Regions from separate parts of the Mus musculus genome. Here region 1 is linked to region 2. The links are chromatin contacts, called in public Micro-C maps. All regions are on one chromosome and are shown on one strand. The core of a region is the stretch at or near the end of the contact, and the rest is flanking DNA. Distances in the headings are between cores, read along the strand shown. Region 1 holds the start of Tbx20 (T-box 20). Region 2 holds the start of Dpy19l1 (dpy-19-like 1 (C. elegans)).

Region 1 (7,216 bases), core at 3,831-6,330, 270 kb after region 2:
AAATATTGCTTATTCTATGCAGATATAATCACATTGTTAAGAATTTCCTAAACTATATTATGTGCATGAAGATTTTAGGGCAACTATAGGCACGTTTATTTAATCTGACTCTAAGTAGCCTATTAGAAATATTACACAGATACATGTTTCTCAAAAAGGTCACATTTCTAACACATACTCAAACTAAAATTTCATGAATGTCTGGGTTTAATTATGAAGGATAAAATTAAAGAGAACCTTTTCTTTATGCACAAACTTCCCCTTTCTAGAAGACTGACGATGACATATTTTGTATTAAGTCATGCGGTGTCCTTACTTAGAAATCTCTTTTCTGGCCAGAATCCGATGTTTTAAAACAACTCGCTTAAAATTCCCTTAAATCAGAAAGATTAATATCACTCTACACTGCAAGAAGTCCAGAGTTACAAACCTGGCTGGCAGCGGGGGATCAGCTTTGCCAGCCACCAGCCAGGATGACCGGTGGTAGGCATAGCGGTATCTCTTGTTGTCCACCGGGACGATGTCCATCAGGACTATATACTTGGACTCAGGATCCACTCCAGAAAATGACACGCGGATGGTGGGGAACATCCTCCTGACAAAGAAAAAGAAAGGCCAGATTCACTCTTTGGAAAGAGAAAGCTCAAATCGGGGAGAAAGGAAAGTTGGAGCTACCACTCCTCTCTTGGTTTTTGTTGTTTGTTTGCTTGGTTGGTTTGTTTTGTTTATGAAAGATGTGCCCACAGAGACACGACTTTCCCCACAAAAATGATTTCATACCTCTTTTACAAGGACCTATACTGGTAGGCAAAAATTTTGCGCGTGTTTTGTTTTCTCCCCAACAACCTACCAAAAATCCCGGGCATTCCTTAGGGAGGGGATTCCTAGAGTCAGAATCTGAGTGAGATCTGATAGGAATTGCCCAGGGTCTAGAACGACCTGCCGATCGACCTTGCGCTGCTTCTCCCGCCTTTCATCAGAGCAGCTCGGCTCCCTCGTCCAGGGCCACCGCCCCAGTCTCCTCCCAACCGAGTTCCAACGTTCTCGTTCAGTCCGGGTTTTCAGCTTAATTTTCATTGGAAGCGGGAGGCTTTCGAAAAGTGAATATAACAGGGAGTCTCTTCCTCCTCCTCTGCTTCCTCCTCCTTTTCCTCCTCCTATCTGTAGCCTCTAGCCAACCGCAGGCCACACGTGCCTTGCTCGGAACCCAAAATGCCAGGGCCAGAGCAAAGACGGTGCAGCGCCGCGCCACAAGGTCCCGATCTCCACGTGTGGCGTCCTGCAGCCATACCCTGTTTCACTTCCAGTTTCACAGACCTTTCTAAGGGAACTGGTGGGAAGCTAAGAGCCCTGAGCTCAGCCACCGCTCTGCGCTCCGCCCGGCAACTCTAAATTATGGCTCCTGAGAGCGCAGGGTGTACCCTTTGATCAGTGCCCGCCCGCCCACACCAACTTACCTGCCAGACTTGGTGATTATCATCTCCGTGCCCAGTTCATGGAATTTGTCCCAGAGCTCCTTCGTTTCCAGGCTGCAGGCGATTTTAGCCATCTCTTCGCTGGGGATGATGGGGGTGGTGGGTATCAGTGGCTCTGTGCACAGAGAGGATGAGGATGGGCTGCCGCCCCCGCCGCCAAACTCCGCGTGAGCATCCAGACTCGTCAGCTCACCCAGTGGCTGGGCACATGATGATTTCTCCACAAATTGTTCTGGAGGAAAGGAGAAGGAAGACTGACCGCTATTACTAACTAACAAGGAACATAGTAGGAAGGAGCTGGGAAGAGTACCCAAAACATGTACTTGGATTTGACTAAACTCTGAAACCCCCGGCAGAAACGCATGATTCATAACTGTGCAAATGAACCTGGGACATGCCCGGGGCTGGACGCTAACTAAATCAAATGAGCAGGATCTATCTAGAACAAGGGCCGATTTATTACTTACATGGCTGTAGCTCTCTTAAGAATAAAATATAAGGAATGAAGGAAAGGGAAGGCTGTGGTCTTGAAAGATAAAATGTAACTATTATGACAATCAACCCAAATTCTAGACTTTGCAGCTGCAGAGGGTAGCACTAGAAAAATACCAGCACCCAGCATGCTAAATCACAGGGGTGGACTCGAACAGATTTTTTTTTAAGATAGGGATAGATTAGTAGAGCGATTATGTATGCAACTGCTTTTCTTCCAAATAGCCCTGGAAGTGAGAGAAACAACTTCAACTCCAGATAGCAGGAATTGAAAGAGGAAAAGGTTTTGCCAATCACCAGTAGATTGAAATATCACTGCCTATGAGTCAGACATTTTCTGGCTCAGCAGATAAGGGACTGGACACTAACTTTGGGGCAATACAGGGTGTTTGTTTGATTGAATTTGTTTTCCTCTGCCAATTATCTTTCATCTCTTAAAAAAGAAATTACTTCAAACCCCCTACCATCAAACCAGCATGTTCTAACTGCTCTCCTGAATGCCAACCAGTGCCAGTTGTGTGTACGCACATGTGTGTGGTGTGTGCTTGAGTTTGTGCGATGAAATGGTTCCTATCTCTCATGCTTCTTAATGTGAGGCTAACGGAAAATAGACGTGAGTGAATTAAGTATTATCAAGTGAATTATCATGCAGGTTGTTTCAAAATCAAAGGAACCCAGAAAGTACCAACATCCTGAAACACTTTTGGAAGTGAATATACACCACATCTTTATAGGGAATTGGGACACCATCTAATTTTCTCTTATTTTCCAACAACTGACAGGCAAGCCCTGTAAGTGCCACCTGGCCAGAGCACCACAGAAATAGAGAAGGACAACAAGAAAGAACTGCCCAGGAGGTTACTGGAGTAGAGCTAATATACTTGAGTGACACATTGGAAATCCACCATCTGCAGACATCTTTTTCCCCAATGAAACAACCTTCTATCTCCTAAAAGAACCTTTGGGTGTTTCAGTTTCTGAGTCTTGATTTAGACATTAAGTAATTTGTTCTGTTGGGCTGGTGAGTGTAAGGGATAAGAATAAAATGGACAAGAGTTGTTCTCCAAACAGGTGACCAGACTCCTTTCAGAGACTGGAGGGGGTAACCGGGGTGAGAGCTAGGATTGGCTTAGCATTTAAAATTTGTAATTTTGATTGAAGAACATTTTTTGTTGTTGCTTTGTTTTATTCTGTTTTATTTAGAAAACTAGTTAAAGAACTGATACAGAAATGAGAGTAGTGGAGCTGGCAAGCTTCCAGACCACTGCTCACATGTTTGTCAGGAATTTTGACCTGAGATCTTCTTTTCCTACTGGGTACCAAAATGAGATGGGGGTATTAAATTCCCTAAGTACAAGGATAATGATCGGAAGCCTCAGCAGGTCCAACTTGGACAGTAGTAGCCAATGCTCTCTCTAAATAATCAGGATTTGTTGGCTTGCTCACATTGCCTTCGCAGATCTTGACTTAGGTGGAAGTTAGGAGTTCTTATTCACACTCATTTCCCTGTCTTACATCTCCTTGGTACCACTGTTGTTTTGGACTTTAGTAATCTCCTGTCACTGTGTAAACTCCTTAGTTTCCCAAGCCCCTTTCTTCTCTAGTGTTTATCTTGGATGTGAAATGTATTAGAGTTGGGAAGGGATAGCGAAAAAGAAAAAAGTGATGACTTTTTTCAACTGTCTTAACTTAGCTACTTGATTTCTGATAGTCGGCGATTAGGGTGTGCGATAATTATTACCAAGGCCCTTAGAATAGCAACTCATTTTCCCTGGGTTGTAAGGGTTTTCAGAACCCCTATCCTGAGCAGTTGCTTTTATACAACTCTCGTGTGCTCAAGACACCCTCACCGCTCATCTCTCTTTAATCTGTGCCTAGTTTCCTCTGTAAAGAAAACAGTTTTTATAGAGACAGTGTTAAATTTCGAGGAATTTGGGGAGGCCTTGCCAGTCTCAATTGAAAATCGCAAGTATAAAATGGGGGTTCCTGACCAAAAAAAAAAAAAAAAAAAAAAGCCGGCTCTTGCGTGGAAAAACCGGCCTATTTTATAGTCCTTTTCAGACATATTAAGACTGTTAATTGTGATAGAAAAATTAAACTGGCTTCTTGTGAAGTCTCAGAGTCTTTGATTCCAAGCGCAGGCTTGGGTGTTATATACCACCGTGGATCCCGAATCTTAACCCTTACTTGTCCTTGAATTTGTTTTCATTCAAACAAACAAATTTGTACAGCATTCATACTATCTAAGTGATGTCGAGATTCCAAGAAACTGGGGAAAGCGAATACAAACACAAGCCGGTAGTGAGAATTCACTACCTTTAATTGATGGTGAAGCCTCCAAAGAAAACTTGAGAGGAAAAGAAAAAAAAAAAGTCTTTCTCCCAGGACCGAATTCTGGTCCATACTCTGAGACTTAGCAGTAGATCCAGACGGTAGAAAAAGCCACCTTTGCTTCCCGCGGAGCAAACTGCCCGCACCCGGGAAACAGATTAGCAGGGCCCATACTGACTGCCTAGTACCCCGACTTACCCAGGGGTTTGATGGTGTTCTCTGCTGCCTCCTTCTCCTTGGGGCCGCCGCTGGACATAAGCGCGGCGATGGAGAAGGCATTGGCTCGAGAGGAGAGCTGGGGCTTGGGCGACGCCGTGAACTCCATGGTTCCCAGCGTGCGGTCCTGCTCAGGAACCTGGACTGACAAACCACAGTCCAGCTTCCCCAAAGGGAGACAAAGACCCGAAACTGCAGCTCAAAGTTCCAGAGAGCAAGCAAAGCGGAACTGGGGACCCCCCCGAAGCGTCCGTTCCCAGGTTTTGATGGCCTCTCCAGTCCACTAGAGCAAAGCAGGGGAGCCGCAGAGACTTCGAACCAGCAGGAAAGCAGGGTGGGGACCAGCCGGGAACTCAAAACTGTAAGCCCACTGCGCAAAACGCGGGGTCCCCAGCACCCACGCCGAGTTCTCCCTCCCTTCCCTCCTTGGGTCCGCTGAGTGGCCCAAGTCCGAGGAGGTGACGATCGGCGTGGGACTCTAGAGGGTGCGGAAACCAGGGAGTCGGATCTCCTCTCTGCAGAGCGCAGCAAGGCGCGACCTAAACTGTGCCTAGGCGCCTGCTGCCTCGCGCCTTAATTTGCTGGCGGTGGCCATCCCTGCGGGCAGCAGCCAGTCAGCGTGGTCTCACGTCACTGCTTCCAGACTGTGCGGAGTGGGGCGGGGCCGAGCGGCGCAGGGAGAGAGCGCCTAGGGCACTGCGCCCTCCTGCCTCTGCGCTCCCGGTGGAGAGCCGGAGAAGACGCACAGTGAACAGGGTGGCGGAGCTAGCCGGACCGCCTCCGCCCAGAGTCTCAGATCCCGCAGGAGGGAAGCATGCGCTGTCTAGAGAGGCACTTTCACTGCTACCCAGAAACAGGCATTTGCGTTGCTCTGGACTGAATGTCACCAAAGGAAGTCCTACTGAGTTCCGCATTTTCTACCTTTCCTACTGGAGCTCCCAAATAGTTGAGAAGGGCCCAGTAGAGCAAATTCCTCATCGCTGAGCGGCATTAACCTGGTGACGCAGCACAGTGCCTAGTGCTAGGTCCCCTACTTGACAGTCCCCAAGTTATGTCTCTTTTCACAGAGAGCTGGAGAGGCAGGGCTCTGGGAAAGAATGCTGAGCTGCAGGGTGCCTGTAGGAAGGATACTTTGTTTTGATTTTTTGTTTGTTTTTGTTGATTTTGTTTTTGGCGAACCTGGCTTTCTGCTGTGTGGTGGTTTGTTTCCCTTCTAGTCTGGGTTTTCTATTCTGGAGACTCTGAAAGTAGGGAAGTGGCCTGAAGCAAGGAGGGGGGGTCAGGACTTGGAGCTCTAAGGGGACCATGCGATGCATAGTGACTTTCTGGCTCCTCCCCCGCCCCCCCCCCACACGGAACCATCTATCTGCCTTGCAGACGCAGACTGGGCTAAGGACTTCCCACAGCCTTGTGGAGGGAGTCCTGTTGGCCTTGCTCAGTCTAAATAATTCGAATTCTCCAAATTCGCGGGGTAATCCGCTTCACTCTCAACCATGTAAACTCTAGAGGACACACACACTCAAGCTATACTTGTAAATATTTGCTCTCCTTTCCAGCCAGTTGATCTGGCGATTAGGAACCTCTTGGTAGGTCTTAAGGGGGTAGGGGAGGGGTGGGGTGAAGAACATAAAAAGAAAGACATACCCTGTCTCCCATTGCATCCTCTTCACAGCTCCCGAAACATAGTTATGGGCGAAATCGAGAGCCAGAATAACTATGAAGAACATCCCGTGTAAACAGAATGTTGGCATCTGAGGAAGTTCTGATTTAGACTGGCCTGGCCATCCTGTCTATGTTTGCTCGTTTCAGCATTTGGGTTGTAATGTGTCAATGTTGAGGGAAATTAGAAATTAGTAAAACTGCAGACTTTTCATACTAGAAGGTTTTTTTTTTTTTTCCTTGTCTGGACCAACTACTTTGAAAAGATCGAAGGTGACAAGTTGGCAGAGCAGTGTCTCTTTTTTGCAAGTCTCCCCCATCCTCCAACCATGTCCCAGTCATTCCCCTCTCCTCCCCACAGGTCAGGAATCTCTGGACTCATAAGTGTGTGCAAGTCAGTAGAGAGTATCAGATCTCCTGGAGCTGGGATTACAGGCTGTTGTGAGCCCTCTGTGTGGGTGCTAGGGAGTGAAGTCCTCCAGATCTCTAAAGAGGAGCAAATGCTTTTAGCTGCTCATCCATCTCTCCTGGCCTTAGATACAATGTCTCAATCAAGGTAGTGTTTTCTTTTTATTGTAAGGTTCCCATTGGTTTGCTTCTTGTCTGATTTTTTTAGAGTTTGTCAAGGAAGATGGATTTATTTGAAGAAGAGAGTTTTTGTTTTTGTTTTTTTAATTTGGGAGAGAGAGGTTTACTTAGACCTTGATATAATGTTTCAACTAATGTAGATTTTGTTGGTTGGATCTAGTTTTCAATAGCTCACTGTGTTGTTACACCCTAATTAATAAAACTATTATTCCATCTTATAAGGGGAGGTACTGTCTTTACTACCTTAGCAGCTTAGATTGTTGGAATGGCATCCTGAAAGATACATCAGTTTCAGAGAAGCAGACTGAGCACAGGAAAGCAGAATTGCTGAACTTGCTTTCCCTTTTCCTACAAGTGCCACTGTGTCCCAGTTCTAGGATGTTTGTGGGCAGAAAATCACTCAAAAGCAGAAGAGACTGCGCAAGTGGGAGGAGACAGCAAGCTGAAGGAATTGA
Region 2 (6,751 bases), core at 662-3,161:
GCGAGAAGACAGAGACTGTGGTGTTCCTCCTAACTCCCACCCTTGGTGACCTCTATCCAGGGTACACCTAAGACTACGGCCTGCCACATTCACTGTACTTCCACTCACAAAGTCAAAAAGAGCAAGTCAAGAGAAATGCTGCCCACCTGCATTGAACAAAACAGTATTTCTGCAAGGGCATTAGTAAACCCAAATATAAGCCATCCAGTATAAGCAAACCCAAAGGAACTGTACCACAAAACATGAAAAGAACAGGACCCTTTAAAATCTATTATTGTCTCTCCCTAAAATAAACAGTGTCATCCCTTACTCTACTACAGTTGCTGTTTGTACTAGCCGTTCACAAACGCTGGAGCTTTCTTCTGCCGTGGGATCAGAAATCAGGATTATGCATTTGCTTTTACATAGGAACTGATGCTGTAAAATGCTTTGGGTACAAACATGCATCACCCAAGGAGTTGGTATTGCTCTTCAGGACATCCCTGGGTAAGCAGGGCATGGGATAACTCCATATAACACAGAAGGAAGGCCCTCAAAGTGAGACTTAAACCAAAATCAAGCACTCTGCACCAGTGCTGAGTGCCTTCAACCTCAGCCACTGTACCACGCTGCCTCCCCAAGGTGGATTTAACCTGTACACTTGCCATGTTCTCAAGCTAGCTGCTGAAGGAGGGAATGATGAAAATAATGAATTTGCCAAATCTTGACCCAAGTATTTAAAAAAAAAAAATCCTAGTAACGATGCCAGCCTTCTTGAACCCACAAACACACAGCCATGACTGGCTTTCAATAACTATACAGCTGCAGAAGAGGCTGGCCCCACAGGAAGGCTGATTTTGCTGTATTGTCTGTCTAAACCCCAAACTTCAAGCACCCCAAACTCTTAGAGGTCATTAAGCAACAGGGAAAAGATAGTAAGAAAATATCACTACATAATTCAACAACTAAATCCCATCGTGGCAAAAATATCACAGAATCCTTATGAAGGGCTTGTTAAAATTAGGCCTATTAATCCAACTTCTATAAACTTGCCTTATCCGACAAAGTCACAGAAAACGAACCCAGAAGATAGTCCACACGTAAATGCCTCAACTTTATTTCTTCTAGGCACAAGTTACATCCCATCCATTTGGTGCATGGAAGAAGGTAAAGAGATGCCAGCAGGCAAGGTTAAAGCTTGGGCATCCAAAACACGACGCAGCCTGAAAAGTGACAGAACCACGAAGTGCCACCCTCAGTGTTTGCGGCCAAGAAGGGAAAAAGCACGCTAAAATTTAATTATAAGTTTGGCAACTTTCTAAGTCAGGAAACCTGGGTATTTCGAGCTCCAGGAATCGCTCGCATCACCAAGCAAACCATCCTCCGAAGTAGCGGCTGGGCCAGGGGTAAAGAGTGGACTGTGGATGCAGGCAGAATCCAGTCTCCTCGGCGCGGACCAGCCCGCCCGCGGCCAGCCGAGCAGCTGTTGATCTCGGGGCCATGTTTTTAAAAGCCCGGGCGGACCGCGGGGCAGAGGATGTGTGGAGCTGAGCCCCGGAAGGAGCGGGGAGGAGTAGGGAGGAGGCAGGAGCGTCCCGGGAAAAGTCAGAGAGGGCTGCTAACTGGCTCACCTAGCAGCAGCGTGCTCCAGGTCCGGCCGCGCCCGCGCCGCAGGCCCAGCGCCCAGTGCAGCCCGGCCGCCAGGCGGCCCGCGAGGCCGTCCGGGGCGGGCGCGGCGGTCCCTGCGCGGGGTCCCTTCCTGCCCGCCGCGCCCCTGCGCCCCGGCGACGGCGGCGTGCGCTCCGACCCCAGCTCCCCGGCGTCCACCTCGGATGCCCCGCTCAGTGGCGGCGGCGACGAGCGGGCCGACCGGGGCGGCCTGGGAGCCGCGTCCCGGTGCTTGCTCCGCGCCTGCAGGACCATCTTGGCATAGTCGCGCCCGCTAGCTGCGCGCGCCCGGACGGCGGCCGGGATCCGCGGACTGGCGGTCGCTCACTCTGGCCGGCGAGGGCGGGCCGGGAGGCGGGGACAGCGCGGGCCGTGTGGCCGCTGCCTACCGCGTGGCGGCCGAGAGGCGGCGCCGGACTCCCGCGCCTCCGCCGTTGCCGCTCTCGGGTTGCCAGGGCGACAACGGAACGCCGCGGGGCGGAGGCGGGGACAAACTGCGAGCGGCGCGGCCCCGCCCCTCCGGCGCGCGCGCCCGGGCGCGCTCCAGCGGCCAAGCGCGCACGCGCGGGCTACCAGCGGGGCGGGACCGGCGGCCAGGGGAGTAGCGTGGACGACCTCCCGGAAGCGGCAGTGCGCCCTCGGGAACCGGGGATCTGGCTGTGAGGCGGCGTGGCGCGGGGCGGGAACCTAGTGGCCACGGAACGGCGCCGTGGGTACACTCCGGGGTTTCTGTGCATTAGGCTTGTGCAAGAAACTAACGGGGTAAAAGTGTGACCTCGCCACTCAGAACAGCCAGGTTTCTGGTTCAAGGATGAGAAGCAGGGAGTGGACCGAGTATTCAAATAAGTGTCCGGTAGGTCGGAGCGAGGATGTAATCTGAAGGCCTGGGTAGGAACCCAAACTCAAGTCATAAATGAAAAGGGCCTGTCAGGGAAGGTTATCCACGTGTTACTTTTACCTCATGTATACTGAAAGTATGGAAACCGGCTAAAAGATGTGACACTTGAAAACGAATTTTCTCATAGCAGGATGTAGGAGTTAATGAAGAAGCCCAGGGAAAGAAAAAAGAAAAAAAAAAAAAAAGAATATGTTCCAAGTTAACCTTCCTTGCCTCCAGCCCATTGCTATTTGCACAAAGCCTTGGAGAATTGCAGCAGCGAGACTTATTTCTTGGCTCCTGTCCAAATGAGCTTGTTCCAAAAAGTCTGGATGCTGGAAATCAAGGCACATCGTTTCACTTTTCTCCACAGTAATTACAGGGGTTTCAGGAGGCTCTGGCTTCTATTGCTCACGACTTTATTAATATGAGCATTCATTAACTCAGGCACAAAGAATGGATTTTGTTAAAGGACTCACCGCTATATTACACTTTGTAAGTTTCCTGAGTTTGATTATTAAGTTATGTATTGAAAACAAGGAACAACTGTTTAAGACACCTCTATTTAAAAAAATGATTGACAGTGTCATACAGGGGCTTATATTGTGAAATAAGGTATCAGGTTGATAGAGTGTTATTTCTAGGGTTGATACTAAATTTATAACCTACCAGATTAAAAGAAATTTACTTCAGTGTCTGCCAAAGACAATAACAGTAATTTCATCACTAGCATACTTATTAATTAGAAGACACACGGAGCTACAGTATTGGATTGCTTGTCCCTGAGATGTGGGGCATGCTTCCCAATCAGTTTTTCCATGGAGTGTCACTGGTTATATCACCCACAATCCAGGGCAGTCCTTGGGCCCACCAGTAGTTGGCTAACACACAAAAAAACGAACTCTGTGGTTATGTTGTTTGTGGAGTTTTTGTTTTACTTTGACATTTTTGTTGTTGTTGTACTGATCTTTTGCTTGTTCCAGGTTTCATTTTTGTGCTTTTGAGTGGTATTTTAAAAAGATTTGGGAGGTAAGAAGTTGAATGATAGGGAGGTTCTGGGAAAAATTAGGGAGAGGAAAAATGATCAAAATATACTGTATGAGAAAAATTAAAAGTGTGTACAAAAAGAAAAAAGTTTCCTAGTGCTTTCTGGGCTCTGTGGGGGAAAACTTGTGGTGGGGGAGGGGCGACTGATTAATTGGTACAATTCTGTTAGATGATTTTCTTGTTCAGTAAATGAATGGATGAGTACAGGAAACAGCATAATCAAACATGATGTTCCTAGCTCTTGAACATTCTCCACATGACCTGAGTTTCTGGAAGAAACCAAATCTCTCTAGTAGTCATCTTTAGCTGCAGCTTTGACCCAAGCTCAGAACATGGCTGAAAATTTGCTCAGTTGACTTAGAAAAGGACTACTTATGGGTGGGGCAGACCCGGTAGATCTTAATTCCTCTCCTGTGATGCACCCTCAGGAAACCTCAAGTAAGGGAAGTGTGAACTGTGGGGGTAGGGGGATGGTGCTTGGTTTGAGTTTTGGGTTTTGTTTTTTGGTTTCATTTTTTGTTTCTTCTAGACCCAGGTTGGAATCCCTGCTCTGATGCCTGGCACGACTCTCCTCTTCACACCCTTCACCTTTTGAATCTCCGTTTCCCCCTCTCTGGGATAAGAAGAATTTTTATTTAGAATTGAGCCAAGAGATGGCTCACAAGCGGAGGCAGGAAATCAAGAGCCACCCTAGACTTTAATGGTCCTCGACTCCTTGGGTGTCAGGTTTCTCAGATCTGACCTGAATCACTCACTGACCCTGCTTCCAACAGGTGCTTTACAAAGTAATATCCATTTCATGAATCACTAAGCCTAGATACAATAGCAGGCCACTCCTGGTGCCCTGCTCCTCAGAGGGAGGATGTTTTGCTCTGGGAAGTGGTAGAACTGAAAATGGAGTCTTTAGAGAATATGCCAGACTTGATTTAACCTTTAAAACTCTAGAAGATCTGGAATACAGTTTATTTGTCTCTGTATTATTAGACCAGTGCCTACCACATAGTGATTGATATTTTTTTAAAAACTGACAAACTAAAAGCTACTTCTTAATTAATAAAAAATTATGTTGGGCTAAAGAGATGGCTCAGAGGTTAAGAGCACTGACTGCCCCTCCACAGATCCTTAGTTCAATTCCCAGCAACGATATGGTGGCTCACATCCTTTTGTAATGGAATCTGATGCCCTCTTCTGGTGTGTCCAAAGACAGTGACCATGTACTCATACAAATGAAATAAATCTTTAAAAAGTTATATGTGCACACTCACATGAATTAAGACAAGGCTACAATGACTTTAAATTAAGTATTGGCATATATGACTTTAAATTTAGTATGCTTTCTATGCTTTAATGGTATACCAGAAAGATAATTCCTACTGCGATGCTATAGAATACTAGCCTGAGACAAAGAATCTAAGCCAGGAATCAAAAAGAACTACTACTACTCAAGAAATGTTCCAAGGCTGATTCCTGAACAAAACACCAATCCAATTCTCACTATAAAACTATACTTTGCCCATGGATGTGTTGAAGACACTTTGTGTGCACCTATAAGAATAAGTGGTAGATGATATAAAGATGAAGTAGACATAGAATGAAGATTAAAAGTATTAAATCGTAAAGCAAGACAAGTAATCCAGAAAGGTAAAACTTAGTAATGAGTAATGAAGAAAGTAAGCGGGAGGGGGCGGGGGGCGTGCTAGGAATTGGCCTCCTCTGTGTTATCATTTAAGGCTCTATTTTGGATCTTTCAAATGCCTTTTCCTCCCTCCACCCCACTGTTTTCCTATTCATAGGTAACAGACAAATGTGGAGTCTCTGGTGCTAATTTTTATTCTCTTCAGCAAGATCATTTGAGCTCTATTTTAAAGAAGTGCCCTAAAGTTAGTTCCAGATTCTGGTTTCCTGGCTCAACAGCTGCTTCTACCAAGACAGGAACCAGAATAATCCTGTCACTTCACTGAAACTTAAATTGGTACAAAAGATCTATCTGTGTAGCAACTGGCTTCAGGCAAAGCTCCAACATTAGCCTGTCATTGTATTTGCTTTAATGTATCTCTAAAGTGGGGAGAAAATATATAAATTGCTACTTTATTGCTTTTTATATTTTTTTTATCTTGTGCCTTTCTTGATTCTGACCTTGTAACTTAAAATATTCCTGCCCCCATGAGTGTTCCCCAGAGAGTTTATTATTAGGCTTAGTCATAGCACTCAGACAATCACTCTATGGCAGAAGTGCATGTCCATTAAACTAAAGTATAATTCCAATTATTGAAGGCTTACTAGGTCCCAAGTGCCTTAGCATATATTAAAAACATTAAAGATTCATATGTCAAATCTCTATCCTGGAAGAGCATAAGGTTTAATTGGTGAGGCAAAATAAACTAGAACAAAATATGCTCACATAACAAAGTGTATTATTTAGAACATAAGGGCTAAATTAAAAAGATGTGACGGCTGGCATGATGGAGGAGTTTTCACAGGGAAGTGAAATGTAGACTAGGCATAGATTTTTTTTTTTTCTGTAAGTAGGAAGGAATGTGGAAGAATCACAGTAAGCAGGGAGAACATATTTCTGAAACCTGTATTTGGTAGATTTAATATGGCCATCTGAAATCCTGTTTGGAATAAAGGAATGTGTAGAGGAATTTTAATCCAGTAACATGGCTGCTCTGGCAAGAGTTCATATCTAAAGATATGACCCAGCTGGAATATATACATGCTTTATGTACACATCTTTAATCCCTAACAATGAAGGTAATGTCAGTTTGTAGAAGAAAGCAGTCATGTTTGAAAGTGATGTGGGGCAGACAAAGTGATGAATCAGAGAAAGATTTGATAGACTGAGTGAGAGATGGGATACAGCCAACTCACATGAGAACAGCAAATGAAAAGAGACTACTTTAGAGCAGCAAGAAAGAAAAAAGTTTGTGGAGGGTGGTGGGTGGGTATGGTAGTTTTACAAGGGCATTCTTACAGACAGAATACAGAGAGAGAAAGCTAGACACAGATAAGGCAGAATGAGTCAGAGAATAAGGAAGATCAAGAAGATTAGAACATAGTGCCAAAGTCAGTATGAGGCCAGGGAGAGCAATTTAGTCAGAAGCCTAGAGAAACTGAATCGAATCAGTCAACTTGGAAAATTAGATTGTACAGAGGCTAGAAGCTTCCAGGCTTAGGCCT

The links. Hi-C and Micro-C count contacts between places; a contact is called where the count stands out from the background.
Region 1: a contact with region 2 is called in a Micro-C map of embryonic stem cells, with 3 times the contacts expected there. The contact joins the promoter of Tbx20 here to the promoter of Dpy19l1 in region 2. A contact is called at or near these places in 1 of 39 promoter capture datasets (neural stem cells), 5 of 484 Hi-C or Micro-C datasets (cardiomyocytes, embryonic fibroblasts and embryonic stem cells) and 3 of 115 datasets of contacts at active chromatin or transcription factors (astrocytes, embryonic stem cells and stem cell-derived neural progenitor cells).

The regions. Positions count from the first base shown.
Region 1 is chr9:24,769,223-24,776,438 of GRCm38.p6, forward strand. Tbx20 (T-box 20) reads right to left here and starts at 5,081. Exons shown (of 8, transcript NM_194263.2): 1 at 4,497-5,081; 2 at 1,458-1,707; 3 at 431-595. The coding sequence starts at 4,623. It overlaps Gm29824 (a long non-coding RNA gene), which reads left to right and starts at 6,502. Exons shown (of 3, transcript XR_870586.1): 1 at 6,502-6,729; 2 at 7,133-7,216.
Region 2 is chr9:24,501,229-24,507,979 of GRCm38.p6, forward strand. Dpy19l1 (dpy-19-like 1 (C. elegans)) reads right to left here and starts at 1,912. Exons shown (of 23, transcript NM_001359948.1): 1 at 1,611-1,912. The coding sequence starts at 1,902. It overlaps LOC115487153 (a long non-coding RNA gene), which reads right to left and starts at 1,305. Exons shown (of 2, transcript XR_003948106.1): 1 at 1-1,305.